Regions from separate parts of the Zea mays genome. Here regions 1 and 3 are each linked to region 2. The links are chromatin contacts, called in public Hi-C maps. All regions are on one chromosome and are shown on one strand. Each heading gives the region's core, a stretch centred on a gene start, on an enhancer-like site or on the middle of the called end of the contact. The rest is flanking DNA. Distances are from core to core; before and after follow the strand shown.

Region 1 (4,388 bases), core at 1,820-4,319, 170 kb before region 2:
GGACAGTCCGGTGTCCCTTCCGACCGTTGGCACTTGCCACACGTCGCGCGCGGATTCTGCGGCCGACCGTTGGCTCACCGGACAGTCTGGTGATTTGTAGCCGTACGTCGCCGTCGAAGTCCCGAGAGCCGCCAGTTCGCCAGAGCCAGCCTGGCGCACCGGACACTGTCCGGTGCACCACCGGACACAGTCTGGTGCACCCAGACTGAGCAGACTTTTGGCTGCTTCGAGCCAAGCTTTTCCAGTTGAATTTCCTCTGATTCTAACACTTAGACAAACATGTTAGCGCACAAAAACCAATGTACTGAGTCTAGAATCATACCTTTATATTGATTTGCACCTTATCCACAATTTGGCATAGTTTATCACTTAAGTGCTTGTGTTGGACACTAAATCACCAAAACACTTAGGAATGGCCCAAGGGCACATTTCCCTTTAAATCCTCACACTATAACATAATGGTTTGGTAGCATCACTTCGATTTGGTATCACTTCAAACTGGTATCAACTTGTTGTATACTTGTATTCCAATTAGTACCTATCAGTATGCTTTATCCACACATTATATAGGATAAACTCTCTTGTGCATTCATTTGCGGCTTATGCATATGCTTTGTCATCCACCATATGTATGCATACACTTGGGTAATATTAATCTATGTAATATGAGAGTCAAGTTTTGTGACCAATTCCACGCCACATATAAATGGTCAAAAATTGAAACTTCCTTATGCTTCTAGTGTTTTTCCTTTTTGGTGTTTGATTTCAAAGGGGAGAATTTGAAGAAACTAAAGCATGTCCAACCCATAATAAATACAAAAATCGTAAATTAAAAAAATAAGTATACAAGTAGTATTTTGTGGTGGATTGTAAGGAAAATAGAGGAGAACTCCATTTCGGGAAATGGTTCAAGAAAGGGAGAAGGTAAAATTTGGAGCTAGGGGAAAGCTTAAGTCTTGCCTTTGCATTCAATTGGTACATTTTAGCATTGTATAGTCTTGCCTTTGCATTGCAGCATAGCAAGTAGATTGCATTTTTTTTTATCTATTATTTGCTTGTATTGGTCATGTTATCATCAAGCACCAAAAAGTGGGGGATTATAGAAAAATGGACCTCGACCTATATAAGTTTGGATTTTGGTGTTTGATGATCAATATGACTGTTTGAACTAATAATGTTTGCTAGTGTGTTTTTATGTAGTCCAAACAGGATGAAAAGTGGGCTTGGACTTAAGTGAAGTAGTGATTCAGATGATCAACACCTCAAGCAAGACATCAGTAGATGAGCTTAAGACCTAAAAGACAAGCAAAAGTTTAAGATACAATATGGAACCAATATAGATGTGAACATCATGGAAAAATAAAGTGAAAGAAGGTTTTGTAGAGAAAACCCTACCCTATCTTCAGTAGGAGCATCAAACCAATAGATCAAGGAAGAGGGCACCTAGATCTAAAGTCTGGAATGATTTCAATGAGCTAACTCATGTCATTGATGGTAAGAGGGTCAGGTATGGTGCCCTTTGCAAGTATTATAAGCAGACTTGAAGTGTCAAATCTAGCTACGGTCTGGTCACTTGCTCTGCATCATTCCAATGTTAAGAAAGAACAAGAACATGATGTATTGTTCAATTAGTTTTAAAATTTAAGTAAATCTATTATAAATGGAGGCCCCAATACCATAAGAACTATTTTTACTATTATATATATCAACTAATTAAAATAATTCGATGTATCATAGAAAAACTTGAGTGGTAAAAAATAGAAATCAAATTATTATCTCAAATATATTATAAGGAACACCTTAAAATGACTTCTAACATTTATAGATACAAAATCATCATTGATGGCTTCAATATTAATAGCATCTAACATTTTCTTCTCAACACATAAAGTTGATAGCCTATTTAACATTTCTTGAGACATTGTAGACCTTAAACAATTCTTTAATAATTTTAGCTTTGAGAAGCTTTTTTAGTTGATGTCACAACTTCTGGTACTATAAATAATATCCGATAAAGCAATAAATATATTGGGATAACAATCTATTTCTCTCACAAACTAAAAAAATCCCTAGCAAAAATTGGTCTATCTAGCAGTGTCATTTGCAATATTCTTAACTCTAATATCAGATTATTTACATTCGTTCGTGTGTAAACTATGGCCTACTAAGCTGATCGCTAGTCTAAGACCTAAGAGTAAGGGTTCCTATATACACTAAGAAGGTGGGGGCCATGAGAAGTGGGGGTCCAGGGCGGTTGACCCCCTTGACCCCCTCAGGCACGACCCTAGTTCAGCGTGCCATACCTAATTTGTGCTTGAACCCGATCATGTATGACGACATGTTTAGACATGTATAGCTGGTCCCTTCTCACGCCGCCGACCGATTATAGCGCGTTTACTAGCATCAACCAATCTGCACACCCACGCTCCCTGCCATACCTTTTCAACCCAAAGATTTGTTTCCCAAGCGCGGCGCCCCGTGCCTTCTGCTTAAACCCCGCAGCGCAGAGCATCACCGTTGTCGCCGCTCAGCAGTCATGTACGAGTGCTTAAACTCAGCTAATATTTTTAAGGGCTAGTTTGGGAACCACATTTTTTAAGGGATTTTCATTTCCCAAAAAAAATTAGTTTATTTTTCCATGGGAAATGAGAAAATGGAGTTCCCATACTAGCCCTAATAAGACATAAATGATCTCTCGAAAATGAGTGCATCAAAGAATAAATCGACCGTTTTCTTCTTTTAAACATTCACTCTGTCGGAGCTTGAAAATCACACACAAAAAAGACAATTATGAATTGCTAAACAAGATTTTGCAGACCGCAAAAGCCATTCCGCGCTGACAACGTGAGTATCCATTGAAAGAACACCAACCGGATAAATCTCAGTAGAATGTAGGCTTGTAATTCTTTACCTTCAGAACAGAGTGTTGAAAAGGATGAGTCTTACTAGGTAAAAAAAGAGGTCAAATTCATTGCAATCATCCAGTCAAATTCACTGCTCTCATGGGCCTAGCGGGCTGAACCTTATGTTTCCCCTGCCTGCTGCTGCTGCTGCGAGCCGAGGTCAGGTCGGCTACAGTGCACATTGCTAAACGCTCCCGCCGTCTCGCGAGCCGCCGCCGGGTCCTTACGCAAGTCCGCGACGTGCATCGCCTGGAGAGGCTCCCGTCTCGCCGCCCTGGGGATCCCATCTCATCTGTGCAGCCGCGCGTGGCCCAAGGGAGCCAGAAGCTAAGGTGAGGAGTTCCCAAGCTTCGAGATGCAGAAACTTTTTGTTAAATCTACTGCTTGTGTAGGATCATTAGTTCAAATCCGGTGCTTGCGCGTGCAGGCCATGCTACCCATGCGTAAATAAAAAGGTTTCACCTGTTGCATCTGTCACTCTCGATATACTCGCGCTCTAAAATCTCGCCCTAATTGGTAAATACAACTGGTTTGCCCCCAATTAGGCCTTGCCTTAATCCACATGTATTGAGGTGGATTGGGGTTCACTCAAATCCACCTCAATACATGTGGATTGAGGTGAATACAAGAGTATCCTCAATTATGTGACTGCAAAACTTCATTTCAATTTTTTTTCATTGGTCCTCTTGCGATCGGCATGCAAGCGAATTGTGTAGTGGAATACCCCCCGGGCTTGATAAAACAAGGTGATCATGTTGCCCACCTATCTGAAGGTGTAACTTCATCTCGTTTCAGAGTTAGAGAGGCGCGTGATGTCTTCAGAGGAGGCGAGGGCAAGCTTTTCGGAGTTGGTGGTTGGTTCGCCAACCCGGACAGAGGGCGAAACTTATTCTTCAGGTGATATGTCGTCTGAGGAGGGTGCACACGTCACTTGTTTCACAGAGGATCTTCACGATGTAACACTTCACTTTCAGATAGTGAGGTTTTCTAAACAGGTAGGCATGTTTTCTTGGCTCCAATTGAAGTATCAAACTGAAAAAAAAGTTCTTCAAATTCATAACATAGCACAGATTCATCAATATTATATAAAAACTTATGTAACTTCTGATGATGTAAGGCTTAAACGTCGTTCATTGCTGTGCTCTACCAGCTGGCTGTGTACTTTTATTCAGTAAAATAAGTAACTAGCTGTCTAGCATATCATGTTGTGACCTGATCACCTGAAAGTATGCTAGTTTTAGCATTTTAGTAAGTTTATCATGTCCTCGTAAGGTTGTTCACGTTGTGGTCACGATGGTTATGACTGGCGGAACGCTTTATGTCACTTGTAATAGTCAGCTCCAAGTCCTTAATCTGCCTGGACAAAAACTCATGTGTTGCCGTACTCTATGCATTCATTGTATTTTAGATGTATATTTGTTTCAGTCCTCACAGCTTGTTTTTTTTAAAGAATATCCTCATAGCTTGTTGGCAGTGTGTTACGTC
Region 2 (4,382 bases), core at 1,532-4,031:
GGTAGGTGGGACAACACTATAATAGTTCATCATGCTTCATTGCTGCTGTTCAATTTGAGTTCATGGTATCTCAATTTCAATTAGGTTTGGTCATTTGTACAACCTGTTTATATGTATGTGGGGAAAACCTGTTTATATGTAGAATATGCCTTGCTGATGATCTGGATATCCTCATATATATTATACCTGTCATTTTATATGTCAGTACACACTCAAACAGGAAGTTGATGTCATAAGGGGTGTTCTTGGAACTCAAACATACTTGCATCAAATGTTATCTTTTGAAGTACAAGATACAGGTATAGAACCAGTTGTATCAGGTTGGCATGGTAAGCACTATTTATGCCTTTTCATCTATCCCACTTCCTATGTTGTGCTTCTTGTTCCTTAAGCTTCTTGGGTGGACAATATGCTTTACAGGAACTATATCTTTATGCTCTAAAACACAGTTGCATTTATGACTTTATGATTGTGTCGAAGTTATTACCAGAAGTTGCTTATTGCATGCTATGCCATATAAATCTGTACATAACAGAAAGTTAAAAAATATCTAAGTTAAACTTCAGTTTAGTATGTAGCAGTTGTTCCTTTAATATAGTTCTTTGCAGAATGTAACCTGGGAAAACATCTATGCTAATATGTTATTAATTTTTGGATGATTATTTTGAAGACACTTCTTAGCATCATCCTTGGTTCTTAATACAGAAAATGCATCTTATATTTTTTTCTTGCTCCCTTCCCTTATCTTCTTTCAGGGAATATACCATGTTTAAGGATTTTCCACCTATATTTTTGCATACACTTGTGTAATTCTCTCATGTTTCGTATATCATGTACATGTCAGGATTATAAATTGTCTTGTGAAAAACATTATTGTTGACATCTCATTTAATCAAGTCGGTGGATTATGCACACTATGTTTTCTTGAGGAGGTGTGTTCTTACTTTCCAAAACCATCTTAATTTGTATATGCAATAATACAGAGCACATGCTCAAAACTTTTACCATTTATGATTCAAGTGTTTAAATATGATTGATTTTCTACCTATATTTGTTTAATGATTGCATTTTAATAGATTGATAACTTGATCAACCAATACCATTTATTCTAGAGGAGTATCATATTGATAAAGGCAGGGTGTTTCTATGAGAGTCGTATTCTTGGAGCTCACCATGGTCTTATATCTACTTACGCATTGGAGATGCTTGTTCTATACATATTCCATATATTTAACAACTCTTTCATCGGACCTCTTGGAAGTGACAGACATCACTCGATGTTGGCCTCTTGGAGATGCTTGTTCTATGCACAATATGGCGAGCTATGGAGTTCATGTAGTGCTCCAACAGATCTAGCAGGCAATCGTAGGAAGTTAGTAGATAAGATGACTGGATTTTCATGTGTGAAGGGCTACATCCTATTTCGTTCAGATTTCCTTTGTGTCGCTTAGGAATCGTTTGTTTGCTAGATTGCCACTGGTGGGCAAAATGTAACAGGATCACCATTGTTTGTTTTTGTCATTGATAAATCAGTACAACTTCATGCCACTAAGGCAGGGTATTCAACTATTCATCAGTTTCTCAGTTATGCAAAATAATTCTCAGCTATGTAAAATTATTATTGTCTTCTCTGACTTTCGTATGTCATGTGTACTTGGAGTCTTAGGTGGACTTGTATAGCTGGTTATTGAAAGCTAAAATCTGTTAGGCCTTGTTCGGTTATTCCCATTATACATGGATTGGATGAGATTGGAAAAAATTTAGAAGAACTTTGACTTGCTTGGGATTTAAACCCACCCAATCCCACTCAATCCACATGGATTGAGAGCTAACCGAACAAGCCCTTAGATGGCACAACACTTAGATTAGTTCATATTCAATGAAGTTGCACAACTTATGGTGCTGGTTGTTTCATTGTTACAGTTAGCTACTGATGGTAATTTATCTGATATTTTATCAAATGACAGACTTAGGCACCAGTGCCTACCTGTTCACAGTTTGAATCAGCCCACTCTTTTTCTTTCCTCTTGGTACTTTGTTTTCCTGATGACCAAGATGTTCACAGTTTGAATCGGCTCACCCTTTTGCTTTCCTCTTGGTACTTTGTTTTCCTGATGACCAAGGTTGCATGCCCAAGTTTCCTTTGTGTGGCTAATCTTACAATAACTGCTTAACCCAAAAATAGAGAAGTGCTATCAAAGTTGTTATGCACGAGGTTTATTTTCCGTCGCAGTGTACGAGCACTTAACTATGATATTATATGTTTCCGTTACAACGCACGAGCACTCACCTAGTTCAGAAAGAGAAGACACGAAGGAGACCGGAGGAAGTAGATCAATCTGAAGAGTTGCTAATCAAGTCCTCAATCGATCTTTTGGTTAAATTGAGCACTTGAACCCATGTCCCCTTGCTTCAGAACTTTTGGGTTAACCACTAGAACACACGTACCTTAGTGTTTTATAAATAAAAAATAGTTATATTTGAGTATATAACAACTGTAGCAATTATATACATAAATCTAATAAGAACCTAATATGGGCATCTGATGATATCACGGTTTCACCCTCCGCGCTACCACACCGTTCAAAAAATAGTGCAAAGTGAGCACTCGAACCCACCTCGCTCTAAACATTTGAGAGTAGTCATCAGATTACATACCTTAGTGTTTAGAAATAAACAATAATTATATTTAAATAAATATTTTAAAATCGTAGCAAAGCACATGCAACTGACTAGTAGACCAATAATTTCTTTGCCAATAAGACCCATATATTTCAACTTACTCGTATTCATCATGGCCGTCGACAGCAGGCTTATCACGGCCCATTCGTCCAGCTCATTTTTCTCTTCTCTTCGCCTCCTTTCTCACCGTTGCAGTTGCAGTTGCAGCCTTGCTGGTTCAGATCTCCCCGACCCTGCCACGGCGCCACCAGACCAGCACAACATCACTGCTACCTCCCCTTTGCTCATCCCCAGATCTCCAGACTCCAGATCTCTGCTCCTGCCCCCGCCTGCCTCTTGCCAGCGACAACCCCGCCGCAGCACGCGGCGGCCGCGGGGAGATGCTCCGCCTACGGGCGTTCCGGCCGACGAGCGACAAAGTCGTGAAGATCCAGCTCCACCCCACTCACCCCTGGCTCGTCACCGCGGACGCCAACGACCGCGTCTCTGTCTGGAACTGGGAGCACCGCCAGGTACCGCTTGCTTTTAGGGACCTTCTAGCAATCTGCTTGTTTGATCCCGCGATACAGAGAGGCTTCGAAGCTTTGTTTGGGGCCCATTTGATCTCACGGTGCTTTGTAATCCGTTAGGTGATCTATGAGCTGAAGGCAGGTGGCGTTGATGAGCGTCGCTTGGTTGGAGCGAAGCTTGAGAAACTCGCTGAGGGAGATGGTATGTGGCGCAGTAGTTCAGTTTCGTTTATTATTATCGGTGGTTTTTGGCATGGTATGTGGTTGTTGTGCATAGTTTAATGCTGTTCACACTGGCCAATTGTGACATATGGTTGTGCATTTGTTAAAATGGGCGTTTATTTACTGTTTGGGACGACCTGAATTTGTCAGAGTGTCCGAAGCTGAAATGTCATTTCTCTGTCCTTGTAGAGATATGATACGTTGCTTGATTTCCTGTAGTAATGCAATCTCATGGTAATGGTGGTAAACTGTATCAATGAAAATCCTTATTCTCATATACTCATCTCTAGAAGGAACGACAACACAAAATACTTCATTGCTAGGACATGGTTACATTCAACTTGCACTGCATTACTAGCGTATTAAGTATTGGTTTGATATCACCACTAAAGTTTGTATGGTTTGATATCACCACTAAAGTTTGTATTTCAAATGTTATTTGCAAAACATACTTGTCTGCAACATGCCAATATCCTATCCTAAATGTAGGCTAAATCTTGATCCTTGTTGAAGCTAGCTGTGTTTTTTTTATCATTCTCGACTTCACATTTTTGCTGCCCCCTTCACTTCCAATACCCATGGTATTTAGTGTTTTGTTGATTATCCCTTTTCAAGCCATATCAGTGGAAGTAATATGTGCTTCTCGCTTTACCCATGTGCAATGTTTTGTGCAGATTCAAAAGGAAAGCCCACCGAGGCTATTCGAGGGGGAAGGTATGTCCCTTAATTATGATGATCATGCTACCCTAACTTGCTTGGGACTTAAATGCTTTGTTGTTATTGTTAATTATGATGATCATGTGCATATTACCTTCACCTGACTCCCGATGGGTCTACTGTTCTTCTCCAAGTGTAAAGCAGGTTTCCTTTTATGATGATGATGTTCGCTTTTGGCAACATTGGCGCAATTGTTCTGCTGCTGCTGAGGCCCCAACTGCAGTCAATCAGCAATCTTCCATGTTCAGTGCA
Region 3 (4,695 bases), core at 1,210-3,709, 180 kb before region 2:
AATTGAACTTTCAATTTATTTGTGTTGCTATTCTTAATTTATATCCCAATTATTGGACTTACATATGAAGGGTGGGCCTGATGCAGCGGTAGAGCCTATCATCTGTAACTGGAAGGTCTCGGGTTTGAGCCCCAGCCTCTACATATTATGCGGGTAAGACTTGACGTTTAAAGATACCCTTTTCCATACCTCGCACAGTGCGGGAAGTTTACGACACTGGGTACGTCTTTTAATTGGACTTCCCCAGACCTCGCATAGTACGGGAAGCCTACGGCACTGGGTACGCCTTTTAATTGGACTTCCCCAGACCTCGCATAGTACGGGAAGCCTACGGCACTGGATACGCCTTTTAATTGGACTTACATATAAAGTTAAAAGAGAAAATAGATGTTACTTTGAAATGCATGATGGTTCCTTTATTTTTTAGGTGTATTAAATCGAAATGAATTAATTGATTTTGAGATACTAAATTATGTGTGTTTGGTCAAGGCTTGATATATGATGGTGATAGACCAACGAAACATACTCCCTCCATAAAAAAACTTAATCTTCTAGGATTGTCCTAAGTTTAATATCTAGAGTTTGACTAATATTGTACATAAAGGTTAACACTTATGTCACCAATTGGTATGACTACTTTTTAATATAAAGAGATCAAAATTTCAATGGTTTAACTTAGGTCAATCCTCAAACGTCAAGTTTGAGGGAGTACTTTGGAAGTGATAGGTAAATTAGCGAGGTGTATCTATGTTATTTATAAACCCCTGTTCTCATATACTTGGCACTTGCTGCTATAAAAGTATTATGCAAGTATTCTAGATAAATCTACAATCTATGAGGGAGTACATGTTCCTTTATATAGAGACGTGAGACCCATTAGACTTTGTTTGGGTACTCTAGTATTGACCCAATTTACATATGTTGAGGTGGATTGAGATGTAGATTAGTTTAAGTTAGACCCCAATCCACCTCAATACATATGAATTGGGGTCAATACTAGAGTACCCAAACTAGGCCTTAGAGGTATAAGTGGTATTTGTCCATATAACCCTACTAAGATTTCTTAGCAAGACTAACGGTTCCAGACGTTGGTCAGTATTTTTACATAAACTCTTCTATTATAGTAGTGGAGAAGAGATTATAAGAGCATGGGTTGGTTTTAAAGAAATTTATGTTTTTTTAAAAAAATATTGACGCGGGACGACCGTTGAAACTAGTGCTTTAATAGAGGTAGAGACTTATTTTTTATATAAACTCTCATATTATAGTAATAGAGATAGAGAAGAGATTATAGGAATGCATGTTGATTCTAAAAAATGTAGGGTTTTTTTAAAAAAATATTAACGCAGGGCGACCATTGAAACTGATGTTTTAAGAGCAACTCCAGTAGTTTTCTAAAAGACTTCCTAAATCAATAATTTAGGTAGTTAACATAAAAACTATTCTCCAACAGTTCTCTAAACGAATTTTCTAAATTTAAGAACTTGTCATCTAACCTCATTTTCTCTCTACATTTGGCAACCATTTAACAACTCCCTAAACAAAAATATTGACTGCATTATATAGTTTTTGTGACTTATTTTTTATATGGATATATACAACACAAAATTACAACCTGTATTTAGAGAACTATTGGAGAACTCACATTTTTTTACTCCAAAAAATATTTAGTAACTTCTTAAATCTATGATTTAGAGAGCTAAAATTTACATAACTATTGGAGTTGCTCTAATACCGTAGAAAAGAGATACCAATAGAGAAGAGAAGTGGCATTTGCCCATGTAACCTGCTAGTGTTTCATAACTAACGGTTCCAGACGCTGGATACTGGGCTCCTGGCCTGCGGCTGTGTGGCATCAGCAGGCCCTCACTTTGAGGCTTATTACAGCAGCCCAGTAGCCCACTATGCTCAGAATTTATTGCAATACACATCCATATCCACCTGCACTGCATCTGGCCATCTGCATCTGCATCCACACCGAAAGAGCTGCTAGGTCGTCACTTCGAGAGAATTAATTTCTTGATATTTTGTTGGGTTTAAAAAAGTGTTTCTTCTATGTATCACTATAAAAATTTATAATTAATTATCTCGAACACTGGCGCGAACTTTTTTCTTCACTATTTGTGTGGACATCTTCAACGACATGGGCACATGGCCCACACATCAGGACGGAAGGTGGACCTAATGACTTTTTTAATAGCTTATATAGAATTTTAAACTTTTATAATTATACTGATACAAAAAAAAACTAAAAAAATGGGTAGCTTTGTCTCATGTTCCATATTCCTTCCCTGATTCTCACATTTCCCCCCACAAGCTATTGCTTCCATACACATGTTGCTTTCCTTCCAGCTGCAGTTCTGCAGCCCTGTGCATGCAGCACACCCTGCACGCGCTGCCATTCATACGCCCATGCTCCACAGGTCCATAAATAAACGACAGCCAGTTCGTTCAGTTGCAATTGCAAGCAGCACAAGCTAGTCTCCAAGATGCACCGCTCCTTCCTCCTCGTCTGTGCACTCGTAGCCACCGCGCTTTCCACCGACACCACCGTTGCCGCCGCCCAGAGCCAGAGCCAGAGCCAGAGCCAGAGGTCATGGGCCGAACTCAGCGGGCGGGACAACTGGGACGGGCTCCTGGACCCGCTCGACGGCGACCTCCGGCGCGCCGTCATCCGGTACGGGGAGCTGGCGCAGGCGACGTCGGACGCGTTCATCGGCGACCCGGCGTCGCCGTACGCGGGCGCGTCGCGGTACGCCCCCGGCGCGTTCCTCCGCAGGGCGCAGGCGCCCGACCCGGACGCGTACAACGTGACGAGGTTCCTGTACGCGACGTCGAGCGCGCGCGTCCCCGGCCAGTTCATCACGCGGCCGGCGCCGCCGGGGGCGTGGAGCGCCGAGTCCAACTGGATGGGGTACGTCGCCGTGGCCACGGACGCCGGCGTCGCGAGGCTGGGGAGGCGGGACATCGTGGTGGCGTGGCGCGGGACCAAGCGCGCCGTGGAGTGGGCCAACGACCTGGACATCACGCTGGTGCCGGCGGCGGGCGTCGTCGGGCCTGGCCCCGGGTGGTCGCAGCCGGCGGTGCACCGGGGTTTCTTGTCCGTGTACGCGTCGAGGAACTCCACGTCGCGGTTCAACAAGCAAAGCGCCAGAGAGCAGGTAATCTAGTTTTGACTCCTCCCTCGTGTGCTTTATTCGCCGACACAGTCTCTCTAGTGTTTCCTTTCCTTGTGTCCTTCCATTCCATGGCACAATAGCCACTGACTGATGGCCAGTAATTTTGCGGTGACTTTCGTAATTTTTTTGCATGCGCACGAGATAGGACAAACTGGAGTGCCGTTGTGGCGCGGTTTGTTCACACGTTTGCATCCAAATGTTGGACCTTTTGTGTCGTCACAATAAATGGTTGAGATTCCGACAGTACGTACAGGTAGTAGCTCGTAGCCCCGTATGTTTTTTAGGATACCGACAGAGACATTTGAAGAGAGCAAGCTTCTTTGTTTCACACGCTGTAGGGGACTGGCAAATGATTTGGCTGGTGCGTTCTAGTAGCCATTTGTGTTGATAGGAACATGCATTTTCATCTTGTATAGAATCTTGTAGGAACGGGAACATCTTAGGTGTTGGTGTCCACAAGAATTTGCCGAGAAGCAACAAGACAGTACGCCGCAAACTGTTTGTCCGTTAATGATAGGCATAGGGTGGACGACGAAACGACAAACCGGCCTTCTTGATTGGATTGGGAAGGAGACGTGAATCGCTTTCCTTCCAAATCTAGTCTAGGTACTGATACTCCACTGAACGAACGAGTGCCAAATTAATCCTGCATGCAGGTGTTGGCCGAGATTAGAAGGCTATTGGACGCGTACAAGGGCGAGAACTGCAGCATCACGCTAACCGGCCACAGCCTGGGCGCGGCGCTCTCCACGCTCACCGCCATCGACATCGTCGCCAACGGCCTCAACGTCCGGGGCCCCAACAACGACACGGTCCCCGTCGCCGCCATCGTCTTCGGCAGCCCCCGCGTGGGCGACGACCAGTTCAAGAAGGCGTTCGACTCGACGCCCGGCGCCCGGCTGCTCCGGGTCCGGAACGCGCCCGACGTCGTGCCCACCGTCCTGCCCAACGCCTTCTACAAGGATGTCGGCGTGGAGCTGCTGCTGGACACGCGCAAGTCGCCGCACCTCAAGAGGCCCGGCCCGGGCCCCGCCGCCTGGCACAACCTCGAGTGCTACCTGCACGGCGTCGCCGGCACGCAGGGCGCCGGCGACGCCGCCGGGTTCAGCCTGGAGGTGGACCGCGACGTCGCGCTGGTGAACAAGGAGGTGGACGCGCTCAGCGACGACTACCCCGTGCCGGCGGCCTGGTGGGTGGAGGGGAACAAGGGCATGACCAGGGACGCCAGCGGACGCTGGGTTTTGCAGGATCATGAGGAGGGTAACCTCGCTATGTGATGATTTTGATAACTTCATTAAAGGTGGTTATTAACGAATTAATAATACGAAAGCAAGAGTTTTCTCGACAATAAAAAACATCTCATCGGACCGTTAGAGCATCTCCAAGAGAGCCCAAAAAATAATCTCCCAATACAAGGGAATAAGGATCTCCCTAAATCTCTTAGTTCCATTCTATATATGGGTCTCCAACAGATCCCAAGATTTTCTCAAAATTTAAATCCATAAAGTCCCACAAA

Evidence for each region. A called contact is a pair of places that touch in the nucleus more often than the background predicts.
Region 1: a Hi-C map of ear shows a contact between it and region 2, with 2.6 times the contacts expected there. The contact joins the promoter of LOC100278713 here to the promoter of LOC103637390 in region 2. A contact is called at or near these places in 5 of 25 Hi-C or Micro-C datasets (bundle sheath, ear and leaf).
Region 3: a Hi-C map of ear shows a contact between it and region 2, with 1.9 times the contacts expected there. The contact joins the promoter of LOC100286304 here to the promoter of LOC103637390 in region 2. A contact is called at or near these places in 2 of 25 Hi-C or Micro-C datasets (ear and leaf).

What each region holds. Positions count from the first base shown.
Region 1 is chr8:151,140,723-151,145,110 of Zm-B73-REFERENCE-NAM-5.0, forward strand. LOC100278713 reads left to right here and starts at 3,070. Exons shown (of 6, transcript NM_001352911.1): 1 at 3,070-3,235; 2 at 3,699-3,898. The coding sequence starts at 3,716.
Region 2 is chr8:151,307,469-151,311,850 of Zm-B73-REFERENCE-NAM-5.0, forward strand. LOC103637390 reads left to right here and starts at 2,782. Exons shown (of 21, transcript XM_020542492.2): 1 at 2,782-3,194; 2 at 3,312-3,393; 3 at 4,088-4,127; 4 at 4,265-4,382. The coding sequence starts at 3,063.
Region 3 is chr8:151,123,194-151,127,888 of Zm-B73-REFERENCE-NAM-5.0, forward strand. It overlaps LOC100286304 (triacylglycerol lipase), which reads left to right and starts at 2,460. Exons shown (of 2, transcript NM_001159191.2): 1 at 2,460-3,161; 2 at 3,836-4,527. The coding sequence starts at 2,490. The coding sequence ends at 4,456.